Linked DNA regions of Rattus norvegicus: region 1 is linked to region 2. Evidence: chromatin contacts called from public Hi-C data. All regions are on one chromosome and are shown on one strand. Each heading gives the region's core, a stretch centred on a gene start, on an enhancer-like site or on the middle of the called end of the contact. The rest is flanking DNA. Distances are from core to core; before and after follow the strand shown. Region 1 holds the start of Mcf2l (MCF.2 cell line derived transforming sequence-like). Region 2 overlaps Mcf2l (MCF.2 cell line derived transforming sequence-like).

Region 1 (4,487 bases), core at 137-2,636, 68 kb after region 2:
GTGAATGTGCTCCCCTGGGAGCCTTTTTACAAGTTAAAACACACATGTCGTGTCCTTCAGAGCCCATGAGGAAGCCTCAGTACCTGAAACTCAGGGATGACGTCACTGCTGGAGCAATTCCCACGAGTGAGTCCCCCACACCAGCCAAGCATAGGTGGGAAGAGCAGCAAGTCCCCCTCCTTACCCAGGCAGGCAGGCAGCCCCACAGGGTCCCACATTCATCCAGACCTTGCCCAAGCAACACCCAGAAAAACGGGCCACGTCTCTAAGAGGAAGGTGACAGAAGGTATAAATGTCTGTCTTTTCTTTTCACCCATTTATAATAAACAGCCATTTCTGTCGCAAAGCCAGAGTTGTAAACTGACCGTCTACACAAGTGCCAGGAGACCACTGCACTTGATGGCTATGCTGACTTAGTCATTTAATACAGGGAGGGGGTGCCACACCCAAGCCAGACAACGAATGAAATTTTAATCCCTCAGGAAAGTATTACTTAGAAAACTAGATAGCCACACACACCATATAACACACGACAAAAACAGCAACCTACTTTTAATTGCGCACCATTATTTCCTCTCCATGCCAGACACAACTAGTCAGTGGTACCTGCTTCTGCCAGGAGCCCCAGCACAACGATGAGGCCAATGGCGAGGTGCATCCAGCCAGCTCTGAGGAGCTGAAATCTACAGGAGGCTACAGCCTGTCCCTCACAGCTTATTTTAAGTAATCAGACAATTAATCTTGAAAATGAATGTCTAATTACACTAGTCTCCCTCTTTTTAACCAATAAAATATTTTCAAACATTTGCCTTAAGGCTGGACAGTGCATGGTGAGGATTTTTCCCATAATTGAACATCCTTTGGCTCCCATTCATCCCAGTATCTGAAGGCTTGGACCCTAGGCCATTCTGGGCTCATAATTCTATGGCCACCGCAGCAATGAGGTGATGTTCCCAAGCAGACTTGCAGACTCCCCCACAGGCAAATGACTCCGCATACAAGCTCTCATCTCCTAGAAAGCCAGTGCTACTGATCTGTAATTCCCAAACTGTGTCAGGCAGAATAAAATCACCCTGTCAATCCACAAAGCCGATCAGATGTCAGAAATGCCCATCACGGCTGCTTTTTCTGCTAGGGGAAAGTGAATGAGCGCGGCTATACAGCCATTAGATGCAATTCTCTACAATTCCACAAATGATGCCAAGCTTAAGAATATATAATCAAGGCCAGCGGCTCCTCCTACCAGTGTTCTTGGAAACCGCGTTTAATCTCTGCACCATTTCTTCTAGGGCCATCTCTTCATTTCTCAGCCAAAACCTCATTCTCCGACTCAACAAAACCGATCCCCAGAAGATCGTCCTCCGCTGCACCAGAGGTGCTGTCGGGTGGGGCTGAGCGTGGGGAGGGGGCGCGGCTGGAGCGGGGAGGGGGTTGTGGCGCTTTCCTTGGCTTCCCAGGATTGGTCTCCGCGCCACAGGGAGGGGGGCGCGCTTTGCGTTGATGGGGGAGCGGGGGGCGCTAGGCGGAAGCGGAAGCACTGAGCCTGCCGGGCGTGTCACCACCCCGCACCTGGAGTCATGCGTGTGCACCACCTGAGCACCTGGGAGGCTAGTTTGCATCAAGGGGGCATCTGAAAGCCCCGCTACGCAGGCGCACAGGTCCGCCCTTGCCCCCCCCCCCCTTTTCCCTAGGGCTTCTGTCCTCTGGGGTTGGAAAACGCTGCTGCAGGGACGCTGTCCCAAACCACCCAAAGAACACCAAGCCTGAGCTCAATGCTCCCTTTACTTCCTGCCCCAGGCCCCCTTTACCTCCTGCCGCTGCCGGGCAGGTGCAGAGGCCACAGCAGCCCAGAGCGCGCTCCCCACGAGGTCTCATGCCCAGGTAAGAGGAGTCGGTGGGTAGCTGGGGCAGGACTTGACTCTCCCCGCAAGGACGGTGCCAGACCTAAGACACAGGTCTGCGAGAAGGAAGCTCAGCTGTAGGCCCAGGGCTCTCTAACCTCGCCATGTTTGGCAGAGGGCCACATTCTGCATCTGACACCACGAGCTCCACACCGGTTCCGGGCTTTTGGTGCACAGCATACTGTTGCAATGCACAGGGTGGTGCACACCAGCCCCTCCAGCTGCTGGCCATCTTTTTATTGTTTGGTAGGACAGGTCGCATGCTTCCTAAAGAGATGGAGTGTTTATAAGAGATTCGAATTTTGTACAGGGCTGGAAAAGTTCACACTAGTTCATGCCAGCGGGATGAGTGCCATGGCCCCGTGGTTTTCAGTAACACGTGTGAGCCCCAGGACCACAAACTCCAATAACATGAGTATATCAGCACCATGGTGTGCAACAATGCAAACATGCACCAACATGTATATGTACCAGCACCATGGTGGCCAGCAACATGTATGTGACAACATGTTGTACATGCAGTAACATACATGTGCGCCAAGACCAATATTTAAGATTATATGCATCGGCACCACATTGGCCAACATATGTGCTTCGACACTATGGCTCCGTAGACTGTGCTGTATCCCCACAGTGTCCAACATGTATGTGTCAGTAGCCATAGAGACGATTGCGTGTGCCCTAGGACCACAGCTTCCAATGACATCCATGTGCTCCAGCATGAACATCCTGGCGTCAGACACGTATGTACCAGGATGCCATGTCAACAGTGTATATGTTGGGTTCAGCACTGAACTAAGGATCAAGACACAAAATGTCAGATCTCCCAGTTTTGTCCTCAGAACTCAGGGCCTGGAAGGTAAAGATCCGTAAAATAATTGCCATGCTAAAGTCCCCAAATCAATGTGTAATAACAACATATAGATAAAATGTAAGATAATAGAAATTATTGCTTTTCTGAAAACTAAGCCCTCGAACACCGGAGGTGCTTTGGTTTTAAATAATCTCATGGAGCAAAGGAAGGGAGACTTCAGAGGTGTGGCGTAGATGCAGTGAGTCACCACATGGACAAGCAGACCCCAGCTATGCAGCGCTGAAACCCTGAGCCTGTGGTCCCAGGCGTCGGGTCAGTTAACACTTGGACACGTGTGTCATCTGAAAACAGACTCTGGGGAACTGAACTTGCCTGTGCCCTCGGCTCCAGAACCTTCTCTGCTAGCCCCTGCCCCATGCATGCCAAGCTGGGGGCTCCAGCCTCAGAGAAGCCGTCACCAGGGCAGTGCTGAGTGTAGGCCCTGCCTTCCACCAGCCCCACAGGGACAGGCCTATGTCTTTCTAAGAGTGTTTCTGAGCAGCCAGGCTTCCTCGGGGCAGACCCCCAAGGTCTCATGGCCTGTGGGTGGATCTGGCTTGTTGTGTGCACTTCCATAGAAGTCATCTGGTTCACGCTCTGACAGACACTGCTGACATCATCCCATCTCAAAGCCAGAACCAAAGGGAAAGGTGACAGCGTTTGCCTCCTGTCCTAACTGCCCTGTGGACGGAGCATCCCGGAGCGCCTCTGTGTTCTGTGCCTTCTCGGAAGCACACATGGTAGGCACTGACTCCATTCTCCTGGTGGCGGACATGCAGTGTGGCCCTCTCCCTGTCATGCTAAGGAACCTGCACTTAGGGAACAGATGGGATAGGGATGCAGGAGACCAAGCTGCTTGCCTGGAGTCACAGAGCAGCAGAAGCAGGAAGGGCCGGTGTCCCTGCCTCGCTCTGGCTGTAGGTGCAGACATGAGTCATCATCCTTGGAGTCTTCAGCCTTCCTCTTGAGCCACCTTGAGGGACGGTCAGTGTGGAAATTGAACTTGGCAGGGTCTAGGGTTATTGGGTGACAAGCCTTTGAGGGAGTTTCTAGACCGGGCTACTTAAGGCAGGAAGAACCCTCAACTGTTCCTGAGCTGGGGTCCTGAACTGAGTACAAAGGAGATGTGCACCCAGCACTCCTGGTTTCTGACAGATGCAACACGTGACCAGCTGCCTTCCTCTGACAGTGACTTCCCGATGAAGGGATGGCACCCTGTGAGCCAAAATAAGCCCTTTTCTTCATTAAGTTGATTTTCCTCAGGTATTTTGTTACAGCTACCAAAAAAGTAATCAATGCAACTCAGATTCCCAGAATAGCACCAGCTCACAGGACAGCCCAGCACCCAGTGTTGGTGAGGCCACACCAGGGGCAGCAGCTGTCATCTTGAGAGAGCCACCCTGTCTCCTCAAAGGTGAAGAGTTCAGAAGACCACCTTGTGAGCCCAAGCCCTCACGAGACCACAAGACCTGGACTACTTAATTATGCACACCTCTTGTCCCTACCCAACCCTTATTGTTTAAACCTAAACTCATGTTTGTACCCCAAAGACAGATAAAGGTCACCGGACCCCTTACCTCCAATGTGGCCAGTGATATTCATCTCTTTAATGGGCAGTTTGAGGTGGGTGGCTGAGCCTAGCTTGTTGGGATGCAAGAACCTGGCTTTTTTTTTTTTTAAAGTAGTATTTCCTTATTTTATGTGTATGGGTGTTTGGTCTGCAAGTAAATCTG
Region 2 (4,528 bases), core at 723-3,222:
TATTTGTCAAAAGAAAGCTATGGACCAGATCCGGTGGGAAGGAGTGGGCAGTGGGAGGTACACATAAGAACTCCCCCCCCAGTACTAAGACTGGCAAACACCATTAAGAAAACAAATGTTAATAAATAGGAAAGCTGACCGTCGGATGGAGGGCAAGTGTTTAAACAGACACCCTTCAGGTTGCGCCCACTTTCCTCTAGAACATTCTGTACAGAGCACCCCTGCCCAGTTGGGACCTCACTGTAGGAAGAGCTCAGACTCCTGTGATGGGAGGCCGAGGCTTGCCCTCCAGAGCCATCCTGATGTCTTGGCAGGTGAAACTGGAGCACTCACAGGAGCAGCGAGGGTCTAGGTGATGTTCATCAGCCACTGGCCCCAGCCTCCCACACAGTCTCACACTGCTCATCTGACCAGCGTGGGGTGCACACACCTCCACATGAAGCTTGGCTGCCTACTAGGAGTGCTGGGTGCCGAGTGATCCCCCCCACCCATGTTGTCTCCCTACCTGTCGTCTCTCTACCTTCTGGTCACTCTGTACTCAGTAAGAGAGTTAACCATATGACCCTCTCTCTCAGAGGTCTGCCACTGCCCAACTTCTGGGTTCACTTATTGTCCTCCCTCGCTGGCCTACACTTTGGTACAGTGCCCCAGAGGAAATCCATAGTATGCCCTGCCCACCTCTCAGACACCTCTGCCTGGAAGTCCTCCAGTGCTGCCTCCCACTCTACCTCCATGACTCTCCTGACCTCTGGTGGCCACTTGATCTTGCAGCCCCAGTGACTGGAGCAGGACAGGAATCAGGCAATGCTTCCCGCAGCAACTGTGACAGATGGCTGGATGACTGGCAAACCCAGGTCCCTCAGACACAAGTTCTGTGTTGTTCTGCACAGACTACATCGGTCCCAGAGCAGAGTTCTACCTTTGGGCAGACTGGGCAATGCTTTAGATTTCATTCTCCTGGGGCTGAGGAGGTAGCTCAGTTAGAAAATTATTTGCTTTGTATCTGTATCTGTAGGGGAGTTCAATTCTCTCAGAACCCACATAGAAAAAAGAGGCGTGGCAGTGCACGGTATATGACAGCATCACCTGCAACCCCAGTACTAGGGAGGTGGAAACAAGAAGGGACTTGCTGGCTGGCCAGTCTACCTAGATCAGAGCCTCAGGTTCAGCCGGAGACCTTGTCTCAAAGAATAAGGAAGAAAGTAATTGAAGAAGGTACTTGACCTTGAACTCACATATACAAACACACACATACATACTACATACGCTCTCACATGTTCACACACATACATGTCTCACATACATGTACACACATACATACTACATACTCTCTTACATACATGTTCACACACATACATGTCTCACACACATGTACACACACACACACACACACACACACACACACACACACACACAATTTCCTTAAGTGAAAGGTGCCAGAGCATAGATTTAGTTTGGACTAGGCCACCTATGAGGATAGGCATGTGCATTCTATAATACATCCTCAAATGTTAGCACACCCTTGAGACAAACAGACAGAAACATACAGAGCATAGCAAGGAGGGGGATGCTGACAGCTCCTAGAAGTGTTCCCTCAGGTGCTTTATTTCTCCATGAGAATGGCTACTCAGAACTTTGGGCCAACTACTTGGCAGTGAGGAGGTGCCTGGAGTCTCAGCTTTGGGATGGACCATCTCTGTCTTTGCACATTGATGGTGACCAGGAACCGAGAGCATTAACATGCATGTTCAGAGATGAACGCGCACTTTTCTCCTGATGGAGGCACTGGTATTTTAGGGAGACTGGATCGTTGGTTCCTCCAGTTTCTTATTTTTCTGGTTCAAAGGAAAGCTGAAGGCATCAAAAAGGAAAAAAGACCACCGCAAAGCAAGGAACGCCAACCCACGAGGCTGCACAGACGGTGGCTAAGAATAGCAGTCATCCCCAAGGCTTACATAAGTGCGGCTCAGCAGGAACCCTGGCAGCAGGAGGCAGAAACCCCCGGGCCTCCTTGCTTTGGTGGCACTCTGAGAGGGCCTGTTTGGAAAGCCTCCTGGAGACCTGGCCTGAAGCAGGCATTTCCCTGAGATTACCTAGACTCAAAACCCAGTGCTTGTGGAGCCCCTAGTTTGGGTGCTGTGCCCACAGTAGGCTGCTTCTGGACACCCTGTAAAGGTAGAATCCTGGAGGAAGCATCCTGGTCTGCTCCACAGCTGTGTGCTGTGTCGGTAGGACCTGGGTGGTCTTCCCATTTCCAGGCCCCACGGTGCCCTCACTGTGCTTCCTTGCCAGGAGACCCTCAGAGTCTCAGAAGGAGGACAGTTGATCCCCTTGACTGGAGTCTTATTTCTTAGTGTGCCATCCTTCTCTGGGGCTCAGCTAGTGAGGCTGAGACTGCTTCCCTCATCGCAAGAATAACTAAGACTTTCCCCCTCCTCCTGGAGACACGCTCAGTCCTCACTTCCTCCCGCCTGTCCCTTGCCCTCTGTGTCGTACTCTCTCACACATGCAGTCCTTCCAGAGAGCCTTGACAGGGCTTCTAGCTACACGGGAAGGCAGACTCAGTCCTAGAACAGCAGCAAATTGCCTTGTAGATCTGTCCCCACTCTGGGGGTCTCAGCAGCTTCCTGCATGTTGCTGTGACCACGAGGGAGGGACCCTGTGGCAATGCTCTCCCTGCACTGCACACCCCGCCCGGCCTTGCACGCAGATCACTCTTTTCTTTATTTTCCCAGCCTGCCCCAGGCCTGGCCTAGAGTACTTGCTTAGACCAACTGCTGGGTTTGTGTTAAGACCATTGGTCATTTCTTATAGCAAGAAAACATTGCAGATCCAAGCGAATTCACGACGGTTTCGCTGGAATAAATGGTAGCTCCTGCTACTTCCTAGCTCTGGCAAATGCTAAGAGTCACAGGGAAACACCTCCTGTTTTACACTGTCCGAATCGATGCAATTTAGGCGTGGTGGTGTGCGCCTACAGCTCCAGTGTTTGGGACGCTGAGGCAGGAGGGTCAAGAGCCCTGACCAGGTTCAACTCAGAAGCAACAACAACAGAGAACACAAGGGGCCATGTAAACATTCAGTCAGATTCTTCCCTTACGGCCACTGTGTTCACAAAGTGGTTTTAAAGACCAGCCAGCTTGCTTCAGAAACCCACTTAGAAACCTCGTTCTAATAAGTTCTACATTCACACTTGACAAGAGCAGCCCAGCATGCACTGGAGTGCGCAAGGCAGCAAAGCCTCCTGTGGGCCAGGTTCACTGCTTCAGTCTTAAACTAGAATGTCTGTGTTTCCTGGGAAAATACTTTGTATTTGGAAACACATCTTCTAACCTGGGAATGACTTACTAAAGAAAACATAGACATCTCAGAGGGTGAAGGACCCACGTTAGAAGGGAAAAAGTGAACTCCCACAAGTTGTCCGCTGACCTCTACACACATGCCACACCACATGAGCTCCCCTAAAAATAAGTAAGTGTAATTTAAAAAGTATACACGCATGCTACACACACACACACACACACACACACACACACACACACACACACAGAGGTGCGCGCACACACGCACATTCACACTGTGATTGTCTCTCCAGACATATGACCAGGTGGGTACATAGATCTCTGTGCAAAGAATCATGTTCATGCTGACCCCATGCAGCTGTGCTTGGTGAAGACAGACGCAAACAGGAGCTGTGGAGAAGGGAGCCTAGGCTCTGAGTAGGTGTGAGCAAAAGTGGGTGAAGGAGGAGAGGCTGCCTTGATGGCTGCTGGGTAGTGACAGTGGGACACATGTCTGTCCACAGTTGATGGGACATCAGAAGCACCTTCCAGACCCTGGGGCCAAGACAGAACTGTGCAATGGCCCTGTGTCTTGTGAGACCCCTCCCTCCAACCCCCCGGGTATTCTTATTATTCCACATCAGTGGTGACAGGAAGGTTACTTGAGAGTGGAGGCAGGGGGATGGGAACCTGCTCATTTCTGGGCACTCCTGCAGAATGGCCTGGGGTGGCTACAGGATGTGCTCTACGAGGGACAGGTTTGCACCCAGACCATGGGCAGTGAGGACCACAGTAAACAGAGTCTTTCATTTTTCTTAAAGAGGATGGGTTTCTTACAGCACCTAACCTTCAGCATAGCAGCCCTGTGGTGGTGGTGGTGGTGGTGGTGGTGGATGACCACCCAAGGTCAACAATGAATGCCTGGCTCAGAGCAGGTCAGAAGAACTCGACACCCTGGGATCAGCTGCCCAGAGACCTTGGGAGCAGCTGAACAATCCCAGCCCAGAGCCATGGTGCTAGTGGACAACCAAGCTTTTGGGCCCTTCATGAAGCTACGGATGACAGGTGGGGACAGCAAGCGTGGGTGAACTCGTCTTGGGAGAAGCAGCCCATATCGAGTCTGTAGGTGGGTGGAACAGCTGCTGAAACAGGATTTCTGCTGCCTCAGTCTTACTGTTCTGAAATAGTAACTGCAGGCTGAATCCACCAGCAAGGCCTGCACCGTTGTGGGTGCAGGTGCTGCAGAT

Evidence for each region. Hi-C and Micro-C count contacts between places; a contact is called where the count stands out from the background.
Region 1: a contact with region 2 is called in a Hi-C map of frontal cortex, with 2.5 times the contacts expected there. The contact joins the promoter of Mcf2l here to the enhancer-like site in region 2. A contact is called at or near these places in 2 of 12 Hi-C or Micro-C datasets (frontal cortex and prefrontal cortex).

The regions. Positions count from the first base shown.
Region 1 is chr16:83,313,376-83,317,862 of GRCr8, forward strand. It overlaps Mcf2l (MCF.2 cell line derived transforming sequence-like), which reads right to left and starts at 1,387. Exons shown (of 31, transcript NM_001413769.1): 1 at 1,244-1,387. The coding sequence starts at 1,322.
Region 2 is chr16:83,244,514-83,249,041 of GRCr8, forward strand. The region is part of intron 4 of Mcf2l (MCF.2 cell line derived transforming sequence-like); the gene reads right to left. Among named protein-coding and RNA genes, the nearest start is that of F7, 44 kb to the left of the region's middle. Within about 2 kb of position 1,973, at least 22 of the 93 cell types and tissues checked have an H3K27ac peak or open chromatin away from gene starts, as enhancers often do.